Linked DNA regions of Zea mays: region 2 is linked to region 1. The links are chromatin contacts, called in public Hi-C maps. All regions are on one chromosome and are shown on one strand. Each heading gives the region's core, a stretch centred on a gene start, on an enhancer-like site or on the middle of the called end of the contact. The rest is flanking DNA. Distances are from core to core; before and after follow the strand shown.

The links. A called contact is a pair of places that touch in the nucleus more often than the background predicts.
Region 2: a contact with region 1 is called in a Hi-C map of leaf mesophyll, with 2.0 times the contacts expected there. The contact joins the promoter of LOC100281574 here to the promoter of LOC100280436 in region 1. A contact is called at or near these places in 8 of 25 Hi-C or Micro-C datasets (bundle sheath, ear, endosperm and 2 more).

The regions. Positions count from the first base shown.
Region 1 is chr8:80,578,698-80,582,594 of Zm-B73-REFERENCE-NAM-5.0, forward strand. It overlaps LOC100280436, which reads right to left and starts at 2,006. Exons shown (of 1, transcript NM_001153357.2): 1 at 863-2,006. The coding sequence starts at 1,886. The coding sequence ends at 1,149.
Region 2 is chr8:80,734,085-80,737,981 of Zm-B73-REFERENCE-NAM-5.0, forward strand. It overlaps LOC100281574 (pepsin A), which reads left to right and starts at 1,921. Exons shown (of 1, transcript NM_001154493.2): 1 at 1,921-3,823. The coding sequence starts at 1,999. The coding sequence ends at 3,615.

The sequences.
Region 1 (3,897 bases), core at 756-3,255:
GTATACATAGATACAAGGAGTAGGAGAGAAGAAGAGGACGTCAGTAGTAGAGACCATGCACAAGGACACATTGCAAACAACATACTACTGTAGTAGTAGTAGTATTTGTAGTAAACAGGTAGCTAGCCAAGAAAATGATGATAGATATTATTGTGACTGCTTGTCACTAGTTAGTTTCTGTACAACTAATAATGCAGAAACAGCACAAAGCTACATATTATTGGTAGCCTGCCTGTAGGAATGAGCAACTAACCAGATACGTCACCTGAGTCCTGAGGACATAATCAAGAGCAGCCATGGAGGATCCATGGTAATGCTGCCTGTATATATATGTATGTAGTTGATGAAGCAGGTGCGTGAGGAGGAAGAGGAGAGTTGAAGAAGAAGGGGAAAGAGGAAACTGCTCTGCGCCGCCTGATGCTCCCGTCCCGTCCGACACGGCGACGGCGTGCAGCGTGGCCGACAAACAGATGCGGAGGCGGCGGCGGCGTGCCTGCCCATGATGGATGATGCTCTCCGTCCAGTCCAGTTTTGTTCTTGCTTTGTGCGTCGTCCAAGTCAGCCACTGTTAGCAGTGCCATCTGACTGCGGCCCACCAAAGGTATTAGTGAGCCCAGGCCATCATGTAGCGCTGGGCCCAGTTCCAGCCCAAGAATGTTTATTTTAGCTCCTTCGATTATCACAAAAATCACACCTTTTCTCTCTCAGCTATAAAACTGGATTTTTTAGCTGTGATGATTTGTTTTTAGATGCCTCTCTGTTCTGTTCTGTTCTGTTCTGTTCTGTTCTGTTATGTAGGCTGCTGATGAATATATAGCAGCGATAAAAATCCAATCATCCAACTGAAATGAACTGATCAATTGGCTGTCTGCTGTACTCGATCGTGTGTATATATATAGATATAGATACAATCTGCTTGACTGATTGGGCTCAAAATTGGAAGAACAAAATTAAAAAACAAAAAAGAAGAAGAGGGAGGAGGATCCTCTCGTACGTAGTAGTCGTCGTCTTCATCGTCATCATCTCCAACCTCGGAATCAGGCAATTGCTTCAGTAGTAGTTAATTAACAATCCAATCATCACTCAGTAAATAAGTCAGCGCTACTACGTACGTACGTACATAGGAACGAACAGATGGGTGGATAGAGTCAGTTATCGTTTGGTGTTTTGTTCTTGTTCTTGTCCAGGTCCGTTGCATAGTAGTTGCAGGTGATGAAGACGCCGCCCTTGAAGCACTCGGCTCGTGCGCAGCCGACCTTGGTGCTCCTCTTGCCGACCATGAGCGCGAAGTGGCCGCACTCCTTGAAGACCTTGCCGTACTTGCACTTCTCCTTGTCCTTGTCGTAGATGGCCTCCTCCTTGCCCCACCAGAAGACGGCCTCCCTGGCGGTGGCGTTCCAGTCGTCGTAGCTCCTGAACACGCTCTCGCCGTACTCGTGGCCGCTGTGGAGGATCTGGCAGTCCTTGCGCATGGCGTTGGACCAGCGCCGCGCCTGCCGCGCCAGCTGGTTGTCCCACTTCATGGGCGGCACGCCGTAGCGCGCGCGGAGCTCGTTGTGGGCGTCCACGAACTCCCGGGCGATGCCCCTGTACCACCCCGTGCCGTTGGTCGGGGACACCAGACCCTTCTCCTTGGCGTACTTGAGCATCTCCTGCTGGACGACCTTCTCCGCCGCGTACGCCTTCTCCTTGGCCAGCTGCCGCTCTTTCTCCTTGTTCTCGTCTTCCGGCGGGGCTTGCTGCTCGCTGCCGCCGCTTGTCTCATCACTCTCAGGAGGTGAGTGCAGAAGCGAGGACGAGGAGGACAGGGCGGCGGAGGGGAGGACGACGAAGGCGACGAGGAGGAGCAGTGCTGCCATGCCGCTGCTGGTGGGCAGGCGGGCCATGCTGCAGGTTATGGTGGTTAGGAACGCCCTCCTCTCTTGCCAACGTTGGAGTTGGGAAGGAGGGGGCCGGGGTCCGTCCGATCCGGCGTGACGGGAGAGCGCGAGGGTGACCGCGGGCGGCCGGCGGGGAGGAGTACTGTGAGGGCTCCCGGCCTGACCCTTTTAAGCATGCGTGTGCTTCCATTCTTGGCTCTGTGCTCTCCAAAAGATGGATGGCCATGGCAGTGCCATGGATGCAGACAAACCAGGAGCACCACCGCCCTTTTTTTGGCCATACTGATTGAGGTTGAGGCCGGCCTGCTGGCTATTTTCGCCTATATATCCAAGCATTATTAGCTAAGGACAAGCCAAGGGAGAACTAGTTCATGGATAGCTAGCTAGCTAGCTAGTGCAAGCAGTGTGTAGAATGAATCGAATGGCGTCACAAGTTGACTGTTTGTGTGTTCAAATTTTCGCCTATATATATATTCTGCTTTCACTGACCACGTCAACGTAACAAATCATTCAAATTTGCAGCCCAAGGATGATTGAAAATTTTAGGCGCGGCCTTCTTTGGATTGTGGGAATTGATTCCCTGCCTTCCAAATAACACCTCGTATTTTTATATCTAAAATAAAACAAATCGTCAATGTTCGATTGTAGCATCTATGTTTCATCAGGTTTAATGATCAACATTTCATCTCCTTCAACGTCAGTTTGGTACTGTTTACGTAGTGCAATTTCAACAAGATATAGGGATCAAGGTTCACAAAACCAGTTGCTTAGCAAAAACCACGCCGGGACCGATTAATCGCAATAAATCGGTAGAAACCGGCCAAATTCAAAATCAAACCAGTTCTTGAATTGAAACGGCTTGTCCATTGCTTAGCAACAAAATTGACCACATTCTTTCCTGCCTTCGAAAATGGGCTCGTATCAATCATATCCTTGTCTGCACCGTTTGTGGCTTCTCCTTCCTAGGAGGTGTTCTTTCAAACATGCATGGCACGTACACCCTCTTGGGAGGAGCCATCACTCGCCTCATACATGCCACCACTCGCACGAGCACATCTCCTAAGTTCTCCTCCTCTCTCGATGCATACAATGCAAACCGCAAACTCTTCATAGTTCTCATCGTATCGTTAGACTATTATGGCAATGATCCTAGGCTTCCTTTTGTGTGAGGTTTGATTGTCTATTTGTTTCCTCCTACGAGACGAACCTGCCAATGCCACCCTCCATACCTCCTCCGTTATCCTTGCTTTCCTTTTATCTTGGCCCTTGTCAATCTTCCACCGAAAAGTAATCGACAACGTCCAGCGGAATCAACACTGCGACAACCTTGCACATTCCCCGCACGTGATGCAAGGTGTTGTTTAAAACGTGTAGCCCCCTTCCCAATGTTTCTTGCAATACTTGCACTTGAATATGGGAAATATGTTGTCCTCCTGTGTTCCCAAACTAGACCGATATGATCTGACATCCCTAAAAATAGCAATAGTTTGAACTGTTATTACAATTATTATTAGCCTGTATTGCAAGTAGAAGTGGAAATTTAAAAGGGTTTGAAGCGAAAAGGGGGAAAACTACATAACCTAGCTCCTAGTCGGTGACTGATTTACCAGCATCTCAAATAAGGACGCAAATGTTTTCCAAGGACAGATCCGAGCGCGTCTGAAAACTAAAAGCACAAATGAGCGGAGTGGCGAAACTAAGGTCATGAATGTAAAATTCCATAATTTTTTGGGGTTAGATTCGGCACTGACGGAAGGCAGGTCCGCTGCGTGCGTGTACATGTACATATACGGGCTGACTTAATTTTGGATGCCAGCTGGTAATAAAGCAAAGAGACTAGTAGTTCGTTGTGTTCTTTATCCGAATATATACGCCATTCAAAGGGAAGCAGGAGAGGGACGAGCATGCAAATGCAAATAAGCTATCTAGCAGCTGTAAAGTAAATAAAGTAGCCGAAACGACAAGTATCTAGCTAATAAGATAGTTGCATGCATGCATCTAATACGACGACGACGAC
Region 2 (3,897 bases), core at 671-3,170, 160 kb after region 1:
TCCTCGTTATTCAGGGGATAATCGAGGATCAGCTACTCGACCAACTTGTCAGATTTGTGGCAAAGAGGGTCATACTGCAGTTCGCTGCTGGTATCGTCATGATGATTCCTACGACGAAGTACCGTCGTCGGCTGCATTAGCTGCTTCATCCTCCTACAACGTTGATCCCGATTGGTACACTGACACGGGCGCTACTGATCATATCAACAGCGATCTAGATCGCCTTGCTGTTCGGGAACGTTATCACAACAACGACCAAGTTCGAGTGGGCAACGACACAGGTTTGCACATCTTACATACCGGTCAGTCTTCAATTACTACTGCTGCTCGTCCTCTTGCTTTGCGCCATATTTTACATGTTCCTGAAATTTCTAAAAATCTCCTTTCAGTTCGTAAATCTTCTAAAAATAATTATGTTTTCTTTAAATATCATCCATGGCATTTCTCTATAAAGGACCGACAATCGGGACGCAGCCTGCTGACCGGCCAATGTGAGTCTGGTCTCTACCCAATCCGATCGTCTGCAGCTACTACACTCAAACATGCTCTTCTCAGCAGGTCTGCAAGCAAGACCCAGTAGCATGCCCGTCTCGGCCATCCCTCTTCACAAGTAGTTCAATCCATTTTACGTCTTAATAATATTCGATGTACTAGTGAACCCTGCGTCCGTTTGTGATGCTTGCCAATTAGCTAAAAGTCATCAGCTACCATATACCGTCTCTCTTCATCAATCCACTTCACCATTAGAATTAATTTTTTCTGATGTGTAGGATCTTGCCCCTAAATCTGTTTCTGGGTTTAAATATTACATTAGTTTTATTGATGCCTATAGCAAATTCTCTTAGGGCCCGTTTGTTTCGTTGGAATTGAATTCCATTTTAATAATTATAATTTAGACAAAACTAATTAAGTTTATATATTTATATATATAATATATTTGTATATTATCCTAAATCACATGAGAGAGTTGGTTATATAGTATATTTATGTTATAGAGGTGCAGGTAGAAGAGTGTGCTATAAGTTGTACATCGGAAAATTAGCATGTAAATCTATAGAATCAATTTCCATCTCTCACCGCATGAATTTGTGATAGGCTTATATGATAACTTTGGAAAGTGGTGGAATGTCATATTCTAAAAAATTAGCCTATTCCATTAGTAAGATTCCAATTCCTCGAAATGAAAGGAAACAAACGGGGCCTTAGATATATTTGATGCATGATCGCACGGATGCCCATCGCATATTCTCTTTGGAGCCATATTTTGCATTGGTACAAGTGAGCAGGGATGTGCCTAGAATTTAGGCAATTAGCAATGTGTCCCCAAACCACTTTGGCAATGGGACAAGAGAAAAACAGGTGATTAACAGTTTCAGGGAGGGGACAGAAACAACAAGTTGGATCCCCACTCCATTTTCTTTGAGGGCTTGTTCGTTTGTGTCGGATTGGTGGGTCGGAACGATTCCGAGCTGGATTGCTTCTCTAATTTGTATAAACTTTGATTAGCCGGAACGATTCCGGGTATAATCCGATGTAAACGAACAAGGCCTGAAGGAGATTTTCTTTAGAAAGAATTGCATTGTTTTCCGTCAGCCACAAGAAGATTTTAATTTTAGGGTGGGAGTTTGGCTTTCCAAAAATGTTTCATATTTGGTCCATATTTCCTGTTAACTAGGAAAGAAGAGTACATGCATGTAAACGAAGCACAACTCCCACACAGAATGCTATCCGGTGCATGTAAACGAAGCAACATACCATTTTTTCAGGGAAAACGAGGATACAAGGCTGGTCGAGGAGCATTCAGAGCGAACAGACCCGCTTATAATAGGATGATAGAGAGAGATGCAGCAGCAGCAGCAGCCGCCAACAGGTCGACAAGCGCTGCTGACCACAAACTAAGCAAGGAAGGAGGGCCAAAACAATGGCGACCTCACATAGCCCCATACGCCTGTCTCGAAGCCGGAGAATGAAGAGATAGCCTATCAACGAAGCAGCAATATGGCACCTGGATCGATCATGCCGCCGGGACGCTCTGTGGCCTCCGTCCTCCTCCATGGCCTCCTCTGCCTGCAGCTGGTTGCCTTGGCCGAGATCGAGATGGAGGGCGGCAGCTGCATGCATTTCAGTGTCTCCCCGCCGGCTGCTCCGCCCGAGGACGCCGATGAGCGTCGCAACTATTTCCGCGCCATGGAGGCCAAGGACCTGTTCCGGCACCAGCAGATGATCAAGATGATGGGGAACGGCAGTGGCACTGGCAGCGGCAGCAGCAGGAGGCGGCAGGCCAAGGAGTCGTCCAAGCTGCCGGAGGTGATGTCCGCCACGTCCATGTTCGAGCTACCCATGCGGAGCGCGCTCAACATCGCGCACGTGGGCATGTACCTGGTGTCGGTGCGCTTCGGCACGCCGGCGCTGCCGTACAACCTGGTGCTGGACACCGCCAACGACCTGACGTGGATCAACTGCCGGCTGCGGCGCCGCAAGGGCAAGCACTACGGGCGGACCATGTCGGTGGGCGCCGGGGACGATGGCGCGGCGGCCAAGGAGGCGAGGAGGAAGAACTGGTACCGGCCGGCCAAGTCGTCGTCGTGGCGCAGGATCCGGTGCTCGCAGAAGGAGTGCGCGCTGCTGCCCTACAACACGTGCCAGAGCCCCAGCAAGGCGGAGTCGTGCAGCTACTACCAGCAGATGCAGGACGGCACGTTGACGATGGGCATCTACGGCAAGGAGAAGGCGACGGTGACGGTGTCGGACGGGCGGATGGCCAAGCTCCCTGGCCTCATCCTGGGCTGCTCCGTCCTGGAGGCCGGCGGCAGCGTGGACGCCCACGACGGCGTGCTCTCGCTGGGGAACGGCGAGATGTCCTTCGCCGTCCACGCCGCCAAGCGCTTCGGCCAGCGCTTCTCCTTCTGCCTCCTCAGCGCCAATAGCTCCCGCGACGCCTCGAGCTACCTCACCTTCGGTCCCAACCCGGCGGTGATGGGGCCGGGCACCATGGAGACGGACATCGTGTACAACGTGGACGTGAAGCCGGCGTACGGGCCCTTGGTGACGGGCATCTTCGTGGGCGGGGAGCGCCTGGACATCCCGCAGGAGATCTGGGATGCCGAGAAGGTGGTCGGCGGCGGCGTCATCCTGGACACGAGCACGTCGGTGACGTCGCTGGTGCCGGAGGCGTACGCGGCGGTGACGAGCGCATTGGACAGGCACCTGTCCCACCTGCCGCGGGTGTACGAGCTGGACGGCTTCGAGTACTGCTACAGGTGGACCTTCGCCGGCGACGGCGTGGACCTGGCGCACAACGTGACGGTGCCCAGGTTGACGGTGGAGATGGCCGGTGGCGCGAGGCTAGAGCCGGAAGCCAAGAGCGTGGTGATGCCGGAGGTAGTGCCCGGGGTGGCGTGCCTGGCCTTTAGGAAGCTGCCGCGGGGAGGGCCCGGGATCTTGGGCAACGTGCTCATGCAGGAGTACATCTGGGAGATCGACCACGGAAAGGGGAAGATGAGGTTCAGGAAGGACAAGTGCAACACCCATCATCTCCACAACAGCAAAGGCGGAGAGGTCTATAATAATAATAATGGCAATTCCTCCTCTACTGTCGTGCATCGCGTCAATTAATTCGTTCTCTCTTCTCTATCTCTACAAAATTAAAGGACCAGACCATGCATGCACTTCGCTGTATGTAACAAAAGAAGCAGGTAGCTCAGCTGCCTTGCCTGTGTTATGTTTATTTCACTTCTTCATTTGCTGATTATCTTGGAGTATATACCCACTCTGTAAGAGGATTACATTCATAATGAGAGAGAAGCGGGGGTTACATGTTTAAGACACTGTTTGGAAACAACCCAGTTTATCTTTTAGATCTTTTAGCTAGGAGGGGTCAGTTTATTGGTTTTTTAA